3 separate regions of the Mus musculus genome follow, and regions 2 and 3 are each linked to region 1. The links are chromatin contacts, called in public HiChIP or PLAC-seq and promoter capture Hi-C maps. All regions are on one chromosome and are shown on one strand. Each heading gives the region's core, a stretch centred on a gene start, on an enhancer-like site or on the middle of the called end of the contact. The rest is flanking DNA. Distances are from core to core; before and after follow the strand shown.

What was found. Promoter capture Hi-C pulls out the DNA fragments that hold promoters and counts their contacts. HiChIP or PLAC-seq counts read pairs in DNA pulled down with a chosen protein or histone mark.
Region 2: an HNF4G HiChIP or PLAC-seq map of pancreatic cancer cells shows a contact between it and region 1. The contact joins the promoter of Capn7 here to the promoter of Arhgap22 in region 1. A contact is called at or near these places in 1 of 39 promoter capture datasets (pre-B cells) and 1 of 115 datasets of contacts at active chromatin or transcription factors (pancreatic cancer cells).
Region 3: a promoter capture Hi-C map of pre-B cells shows a contact between it and region 1, with 5 times the contacts expected there. The contact joins the promoter of 5830448L01Rik here to the promoter of Arhgap22 in region 1.

The regions. Positions count from the first base shown.
Region 1 is chr14:33,215,468-33,218,316 of GRCm38.p6, reverse strand. It overlaps Arhgap22 (Rho GTPase activating protein 22), which reads right to left and starts at 1,494. Exons shown (of 11, transcript NM_153800.4): 1 at 1,472-1,494; 2 at 1,206-1,365. The coding sequence starts at 1,257.
Region 2 is chr14:31,335,209-31,338,057 of GRCm38.p6, reverse strand. It overlaps Capn7 (calpain 7), which reads right to left and starts at 1,420. Exons shown (of 21, transcript NM_009796.3): 1 at 1,075-1,420. The coding sequence starts at 1,176.
Region 3 is chr14:34,673,312-34,676,160 of GRCm38.p6, reverse strand. 5830448L01Rik (RIKEN cDNA 5830448L01 gene) reads left to right here and starts at 1,493. Exons shown (of 1, transcript NR_165636.1): 1 at 1,493-2,849. It overlaps Wapl (WAPL cohesin release factor), which reads right to left and starts at 2,233. Exons shown (of 19, transcript NM_001004436.4): 1 at 1,801-2,233.

The DNA of each region.
Region 1 (2,849 bases), core at 245-2,744:
CACCTAACACATGCCTGCTCAGGACGACAGAGGCACAGCAGGAGTCTGAGCCCTGTGGCTCTGTTCACTTTTTCCTAGTGCTGGCAGAGACATAAACATGTGCAGGAGCCTGCGTTCCACCTAAGGCTGGCTAAACAGAAGTCTCCAGAGGAAGTTGGCAAGCTTGAGGAGGACTGGGGCCCAGAGGACGTTACTGATGGCATCTATTTCTGGAATCCAGCACTCAGGTCTAACCTACCAAAGACACCACCCAGCTACAAACACAACCAGCTCCTTCCTGCCTGAGGTCCATCCTGTGCACACACATTTAAGTCGGGCAGCTCCAGCAGGGTCTACCACCTCTATGACACAGCACCTGCAAGACCCAGCACCTGCAAGACCCAGCACCTGCAAGACCCAGCACCCGTATGATGCAGCACCTGCAAGGCTCAGCACCCGCAAGACCCAGCACCTGTATGATGCAGCACCTGCAAGACCCAGCACCTGTATGATGCAGCACCTGCAAGACCCAGCACCTGCAAGACCCAGCACCTGTATGATGCAGCACCTGCAAGACCCAGCACCTGCAAGACCCAGCACCTGCAAGACCCAGCACCTGCAAGACCCAGCACCTGTATGACCTTGCACCTTCAGGATCTACACCTGTGTGACCTGGCACCTACACGATTCAGTTCTTGAGGGGCCCAGCATCTTCAGGGAATACCAGACCATCATCTGTCAGTGACTCGAACAGACACTAGTCCCACTGTGACTAGCTGCTGCCTTCCCAGAGCTTCCCGGAGCTATTCAATCATCCTCTCTGCATCTTTCAGTTCACTACCAGGCTGGGTGGCTTCCTGGCACAGACAGAGGAGCCTTGGGATGCCCAGTTCTCCCTGTGGAAGCTCTATCCAGTGTCCAAGCAGTCTGTGGTCATGGTGATCCTCATGGCCGTCAACTGTCATTAGAGTCCCCAGCCATTGGAACCCAGGACCCTTGACACTGGAGCCTGATTTCCAGGCTCACAGAGAGCAGATGCTGGGTCATGGCTGAGTGCTGGCTAACCAACTTGTGCTGAGAGCTGAAGGAAGATTGAGTCCCCACTTCATGGTGCCCACAGCCCGCAAGACCAACGAGGCTCCTTCAGTGTCACCGAGCGACCCCACCCTTAAGCACGAAGTCAAGCACACAGGCAGCCATTCCCCACCATAGAGCCAAATCCTTACTGAAGTATCTGGCAGCGAAGGTTCTTCTTTTGCTGGAAGCCGTCGGCAGCATTGCTAGGCTGGCAGTGTGCAGATTTCTCCTGTGTCTTCTCTGGAAGGCAGCAGCCACATCCTCAGGCAGACAAGCTAATTCCCAGTTTCAGTAGCAGGCGATCAGCATCTATAGTAGAGAAATATATTTAGAACGCTCTTTCCAGGCATTTGCCTGGATTTCAAACACGAACAAAGCCTGCTGTGAGGGACAAGTTTCTCTGTGGAGCATGTACCTTGGGGATCTGAGAGCAGACTTGGGGAAGTCAGAGTATCAGTTCCTCAAATCTGTAAAATGGGACCAGCAGTGACAACTGCGTCTCAGAGGGAGAAGATGCCAGATTCATCAGCGGAAGCAAGGGCTCGGTGAGCCAAGGGCTCTAGCTACTAGATTTGATATTTTTCGCCCCCAAGGGAACAACATGGAGCTAAGTAAGGGACCGTGCAAATTGCTCTGAGCATGCTGGCTGGTTCCTGGCTCACACTTTGGCTTGTGGTCCAAGTGCTGGGGTAGACCCCAGGAAAGCTCTGTCACATCCTTAGGGTACCACTTCTCCATTCTATTTTTGGAAATGTGTCATCATTACATCATTTACAGTTGTGGAAAATGGGTACAAACGAACAAACAAATAGACAAAGCTTGCTTATAACTAGCCAAGTGGTATTTCTGCCGCCGTGAACATCATTCACACAGCAGCAGTCCTAGCGACCTAAAATAAAGCCAGGCTCTGAGATGGCAGGCACACTGTCACCTGTCTTTAGGACATATGATACCATTTGCAGATGGAGCCCAGAATGCTCTTCCCCTACCTACCCTGTCTCCAGTGTGCTAGTCTCTACAAGCTGAGCTTGTATGAAGCCTGAAGTTACCGGTAGATCCTTCCAACCTGGGCAGGAGGAGGCAGAAGGAGGCAGGAGGAGGAGGAGATAGAGATGCGGGCTGAAATCGGTCCATCACTGCCACAGAGAACAGAAGCTTGGGGCTATGGACTAGTGCCTGGTATTCTGTGGGTCCTGCTGGGGCAAAATGCTTCTGGTTCACACTTTAGCATGTGGGTATAGTTCCTGTCACTGACTGGTCCCCAGGGAGTGATGGGACAGCACCTGGAATGGAGAAGGCAGACTGCCTTTGGAATAGCAGAGAGAATGAAGCGGTCACTAAGCCCTAAATCTTCAAGGGCCTAAGCCCAAGATATTGGCATGACCTGGGACCCAGGAGCACAGATGGCCTTGAACACACAGCTGAGCTGGGAGTCTCCAGGGAAGTGATGGAGCTGGAGCCAGGAAATGAGGACCCTGGAGTTGGTACAGACCTCAGAGACCCTGAGGGATTTGGGAGTGACACCTTCAGTCTCTCCTGGAAGAGTGCACAGTTTGGAAGCATAGGTGGACGGGGGTAAGGCTCTGAGGGTGGGGGCACCCCACACCCACTGTAGCAAGCCTTAAGAATGAATGCTCTGGGTTCACACTGTAGGTCCAGTCCCTAGCAGGACACAAAGCCAGGTAGGCGTGTAGTATGCCTGTAAACCCAGCAATCAGGAGGTGGGGGCAGAGACTCAGAAGTTCAAGGTTACCCTCAGCTATATAGTGAGTTCAAGGCCAGCCTGTGCTACA
Region 2 (2,849 bases), core at 171-2,670, 1.9 Mb after region 1:
TTCTTTTAAAGAACTATCACCTGGTAGTCAGGCATGGTGGCACATTCCTGTAAATCTCAGCAATGGGAAGGCTAAGGTAAGGGGAAGACAAATTTAAAAATAGCTTCCACTATATAGCAAGAACCCCGAGAACGAGGGCGACAGGGCAGGGAGACACCGACACAGACACAACACAGACAGATACACACACACACATACACACACACTCGGGTGTGGTAGGGAGGTAGGATTGTAAAATCAAAATTAAGAAACTTAAAACGAATGATCCTAAAACAAAAGTGTCTAAATATAAGGTAGGTTTTAAAATAAAAATAGTAAAATATTAGCAGAAAGCAAACCACGCTTTACTGATAACACGTAAGCATAAGGGGGAAATTTTTACTACTTCCGTATAATCAAGGAAAAGATGCCCATATCATGACGATACAACTGGAGGGGTGTGTTTGCAAACCTTCAGGACTGGAGAACACAGGATGAACTGCGGAAGTGCATACCCTTTGACAAGCAACTGTGCTCCCCATCATCCAAAACAAGTATCACATTTTTTTTAAAAAAAAGCTCTAAGGATTTTAACTGCACTACTTCAATGCTGGAAAGCCACAACCAAATACAGAACATGCTGTAAACGTAGCACATGCAAGCAACCAAAGGTTATCTAGGTACAATGCAGAAGTGAGATGTCAAAATAGTACAAACGATATGATTCAAGTTTGGGGGTAAGAAGGCGTGTATACACACATACACTCAGAAAAACAATCATGGAGACATACATCGAATGCTAGAGTACGATGAATTTTTTTCCTAATTTACTTTTTCTTTCTACCTGGAACGTGCACTATTAGCATATTCTGACGGATTACCCAAGGTTGGCCTCACATCAAGGGTTGCATCAAGGCCAACAGACAGCGAACAGGGTGTTCACTCCCCATCCCACCTCGGCCGCCACAAGCAGCAAAGCGGCGGGCATCTGCGGCCTGACAAGCCGGACAGCCCCAGCAGGACCCCGCCCCTCCGCCTTGGGTTCCGCCAACACTCGATCGGGTGACGCGGCCGGAGCCGAGTGCTTGTCCTCACCTTGTAGTAAAACACCGCCTCAGAGTAGCGGCCTTCGTGGTCGCGCTGCACTGCCAGCCGCGCGAACTGCACGGCGTCCCGCTCCAGCGCCGACGCGTCCATGGCGCCCAAGGCCCCACGCCGGGGGAGGCAGACAGGCCCTGACGCGGAACCCCGACGCCCGGAGGCACTGCGGCGAGAACTGGGGACCCCGCGGGTGGAGTGGCAAAGTTTACTTTCGAGGGCGGCGGAAGAGATGACGGAGCCCCACTACCTCAGACCCGCCCGGAGGACTGCGAGCTCCGAGCAGCCCGGGCTCGGAGCCCTCGCGGCCGCCCCCACCCCTCGCGTCCTTGCTCCGCCCATCAGCCGCATTGCGCAGGCGCAGTCGACCCCGGCCGGGAGGGGGAGCGCTCCCGCCGAAGCAGGCGGGGCTCAAGGCGATCGTAGGTGGGCGGGGCCAGAACAATGTCCAGTGGGATTGGACAAGAGGAAGCAGGTGCCAGGGCGAAGCTGAGGGCTCCGCTTCCGCCTGCTAGAAAGAAGGTGCCAGTGCCCAGGAGGTTGTTGGAGAGAATCAGGGGATGGCTTGAAAGGAGCATGCGCGTTATGGAGCCCTTGGTCCGCTAAGTGAGAAGGGTAGGCGGAAAGAAACAATCAGTAGCACCTCGTATTGCCAACTGGTTTAATTAGAAATAAAGATATGAAATGAGGCTAGGAGGTGCTTTTGAGATGCTCTGGTAATGTTCATTTGACAAACTAAAGTATGACCTTCTACGGCTCCCCAAGGCACACCGAAGTGTATTGTTTGAATTGTCTACAAACCAGATGATGTATTTTTGACTTGTATCTTAGGGCAAGTTGAAGGTTGTAATTACATAGTAAATGGTAGTGTGGTTGCTTTCTTTTATCCCCTTAAAAGTTTGAATTCAGCAGTGATGAAAATTAACTAATGGCAAGTGCCAGAACTTGGATGAGATTCAAAATCCATGCTGTGTCAAAGTAGCAAGTCTTGACAAAATTATACACTGTATGATCCCACACATAAGAAACATTAACGCAGCATATGGTGACACATTCCTGTAAGCCAGCAGTCTGGAGGCTGTGGTAAGAGGACTGGGCCAGCATGATCTACACAGCAAAAACCCTGAACGACCCCAGGAGGCATATGTCTGTTGTAGTGGAGCACTCTCCGTGCAAACATGAACACAAATCAGCTGGAGATATTGCTAAGAGTTGATTGTGAGCCTGGCTGTGGTGCTCGCTTTTAATCCCACCACTCCAGAGGCAGAAGAAGCAAATCTCTGAGTGCTTGGCCAGCCTGGTCTTCAGAGCTCATTACAGGATAGTAGTGTGGCCACACAGAGAAAACCTGTCTCAGGGAGAGAGAGAAAAGGAGTTGAATTGATTGTGATCCAGTCTAGAGTGGTATCAGCTGTCTTCAAGCTCAAGAAAGACTCCTTAGTGATGCTCATGCTGGTGGTTCAGGATATTCATTATCAAGGTCACAATGGGGTGGATGTTACTACTGAAACTGGTCAGTGTACAGCTAAAGAGGCTGTGGTCAGCATCCCTGAGCATCATGTGTGTCTCGACCCTCCACCTTGCTTGTGCCAGCTATGAATGTCTGTCGTCCCCTTCCTCCATTCTTACAATCTCAAGCCTTAGCAATAAGATTTTCTTCATACCAATCCCCTGAAGGGGCTTTTGTTCCATGTCACCATCCCCTAGAGAAGCTCTTAGTGTTTAGTCTTGGATGGCCCCTCACAAATGAATCATGAGACAGACAAATGATC
Region 3 (2,849 bases), core at 244-2,743, 1.5 Mb before region 1:
AAAAATCAAACACTTTAAAAAATATAAGGTATAGTGCTTTTATAGCACAATCAATCATTATCCATTTCTTAACACTTTGGCCTTCTGCAGTTTAAATATCAATTTATCAATTCTAGGGGGAAGGTAAGCAATTACTTAAGGGCTTGGAAAATCTTCATTACTTGGAAACTTACAATAAGAATAATATTTAACTTATATTTTCAAATATTTTTGAGCTACACTTTTAGTATTTCTATTAAGTTCTTATAACTTAACGAATCACTATCCAATTTAGTTCAGCAAATATTCAGAAGACAACTCACCACCACCCTAATGTTTGAAAGGAAAACAACTCTGATCAGATAAAATAATAATTTAGTCATCGTACACATCTGTGCTAAAAGAAATTTTAGCTTTCCTCAGAGAGTTTCCATTTTGTAGTTCTGAACACTAACAAGCTTCATTGTCTTTCTTGTTAAGTATAGCCTATTAAACAAAACCAAGTGTAATTGGGCAGCTGCCAAAGGCAAGAAAAGTCATTTCTTTAAGCTGACTACAGACACGCAGACCTACACACATATATACATTCCAACAAAGTTGGAATGTTTTGGGCACACATACATGGCAATCATCTAAAAATGCTGACTAAAGCCAAAAAAAAAAAAAAATCTAGACTTGATCTTCTTTATGACATCTGAAAAACTCACCGTAAAAAACAGTAAAGCATTCACTGTGCAAGATTAAGATCTGCAAATGAATATATGATACTGAGCTAAGTAATAAGACAACTGTATTTTTAAAAGATCACGTCTCAGAAATATTCGCTGATGTATTAACATCATTAAATATTGATGAAATATCAGTGATTTTTTTAATATTAAGGAATGGGGAGCGTACTGATTAGAAAATATGGTTGAGTTATTATGTACAGAATCCAGGAGATATGAGTACAAGAGTTACGTGATTGCTTTTACTGTTTTCCATAACGTCCATTTTAAAAAGTCAGCAGACTACTGCGATGGCATTATCTAAGCTTAACATATGTACAAATTCAGCATATATATTTGGCATGACGTTTTACGCACATTTCAGACACACTATCTTGTTCTGGCTTCAAATTTCACCAACAGTCCTAACTAAAAAGGAAAAGAAGGTTCACAACTGATTGTTTTCGATTTGGGAGGCCTTCGCTTCATCCCAAAGCCCAGCTGACTTTTGATGGAAGTGCACTGCGATTTAAATTAGGGAAAGGGTATACAAAACAACCAACCAACCTCCTTACACTGAAGCTGTAAAGAAACCTAGCCACTTCCAGGAAAGACACCCAAGGTAATGCATTAGGGGGGCTTCAATAAAGAGAGGAGAGTGGAATGGGCAAACAGAAACCCTCACCTGAGGCTGCGAGTGCGCCCGGAGGCTGGAGCCGAGACACCCCTCGGGCTGGACACTCACGCAACTTTTCTCCTCCCAACCCCCACAGCCTAGGAAAGGGATGTCGCTTCGGACGCCCCGGAAGCTTCTGCTACCGAGTCCCCGAAGCAAGGCCTCTCGGTGACGGCTAGAGGCGGAGGAGACGACGGGGAAAAAGAATTCGGGACTCAAATCAACCGGACCGGGTTTGGAAAAGAGAAGTCAAATCAAGTAGCCGGAGAAGAACTCAAAAGGCAAAATTAAGAGGTGGGAAGGGAAAGAGTTTCTTGCGATCCTCCGGTGCCCAACTTCCTTAGAAGCCAGGTGAGCAACGAGCCTCGCGCCGCCCCTGCCGCCTCCACCCGCCCCAACTCACTCCGGGCCTAGGCAGCCGCCCGAGACCTCACTTACCCTCGGCGCCTGGCGGGTGCTTTGGCCTCGGGCCGCCTCCGCCTCTCCGGCTCCCAACGGCCCGCGGGCGGGCGCGGGAGCCCCGCGCGAGAGACCAGTGCCGACCGGTGCCACCGAGAGGGGCGAGGGGCTCTGCTGCCGTCACAGTCCGCGGCTCCGCTTCGGTAAATAGGAAGCTCGGGCGACAGGGGGGGTGGGGGGTGAGCGGCGGCCCCGCAACTTCCCTCCCCACCTCAGGCGCGCCGGCCGGACAGGGCCTAGGCCTCCCTGGCGGCCGCCGCCGGTGCCGAGCCCGCTACGTGCCCCCGCTGGGCCGCCGCCGCCTTCTGCGCCGCCGCCTCCGCCGGTGAATGGTCAGCGCTGGAGTTTGAACAGGGCCCTGAACCATCTCAACGCCATTTGCGCTCCCGGCCCCCCACCTCCTTCCTCCAACAGCCGCTCGCTCCGTCACTCCGCTTCCCACAGGCCCCGCGCGGCCGCCCGACTCCGCAGCCAATCGTACGGCCTCTTACTCAAACCGCCGCGCAGGCGCCGCGCCCCGCACGCGCCGGCTACCACCATTGGTCGGACCGCGTGGCCCGACGGGAGTTGTAGTTCTCTCTTCCGCAAGGTCCTGGTGTCTAAAGCCCGGTTCCGGAGCTGGCGAACGGTATAGGTTCTGGCTAAGGGCCTGCTGGACTTCACCGACTCCGGAGCCAGTCCCAGTTCCTAGCCACGCGACGAGACGCAGGTGCAGCGCGGGAAGGCTCGCGGCACAGTGCAGGCAGCTGTGTCAATCGTTTCCCCTCCAGGGACCCTCCGGTGTCTAGGGACAGAGACTTGTGCAGCTGCGCCGAGCCTGCTGGGCCACCGCCCGGACCTTGGAGGCGGGGAACTTGGGGCCGCCTTTGACCTGGTCTGACGGTGCGAGAGAGCCAACGCAGGTAAACGAGCAGCGAAACCTGGAGCAGTCGGGTGCTGGTCTCCTCGCAGCCGGGATCCGCTTCAGCCGGCCACTTCATCCTCTCTCTCCTTTCTTGTTCAGTCCCCACTACGGAGTTCTGTCCCCT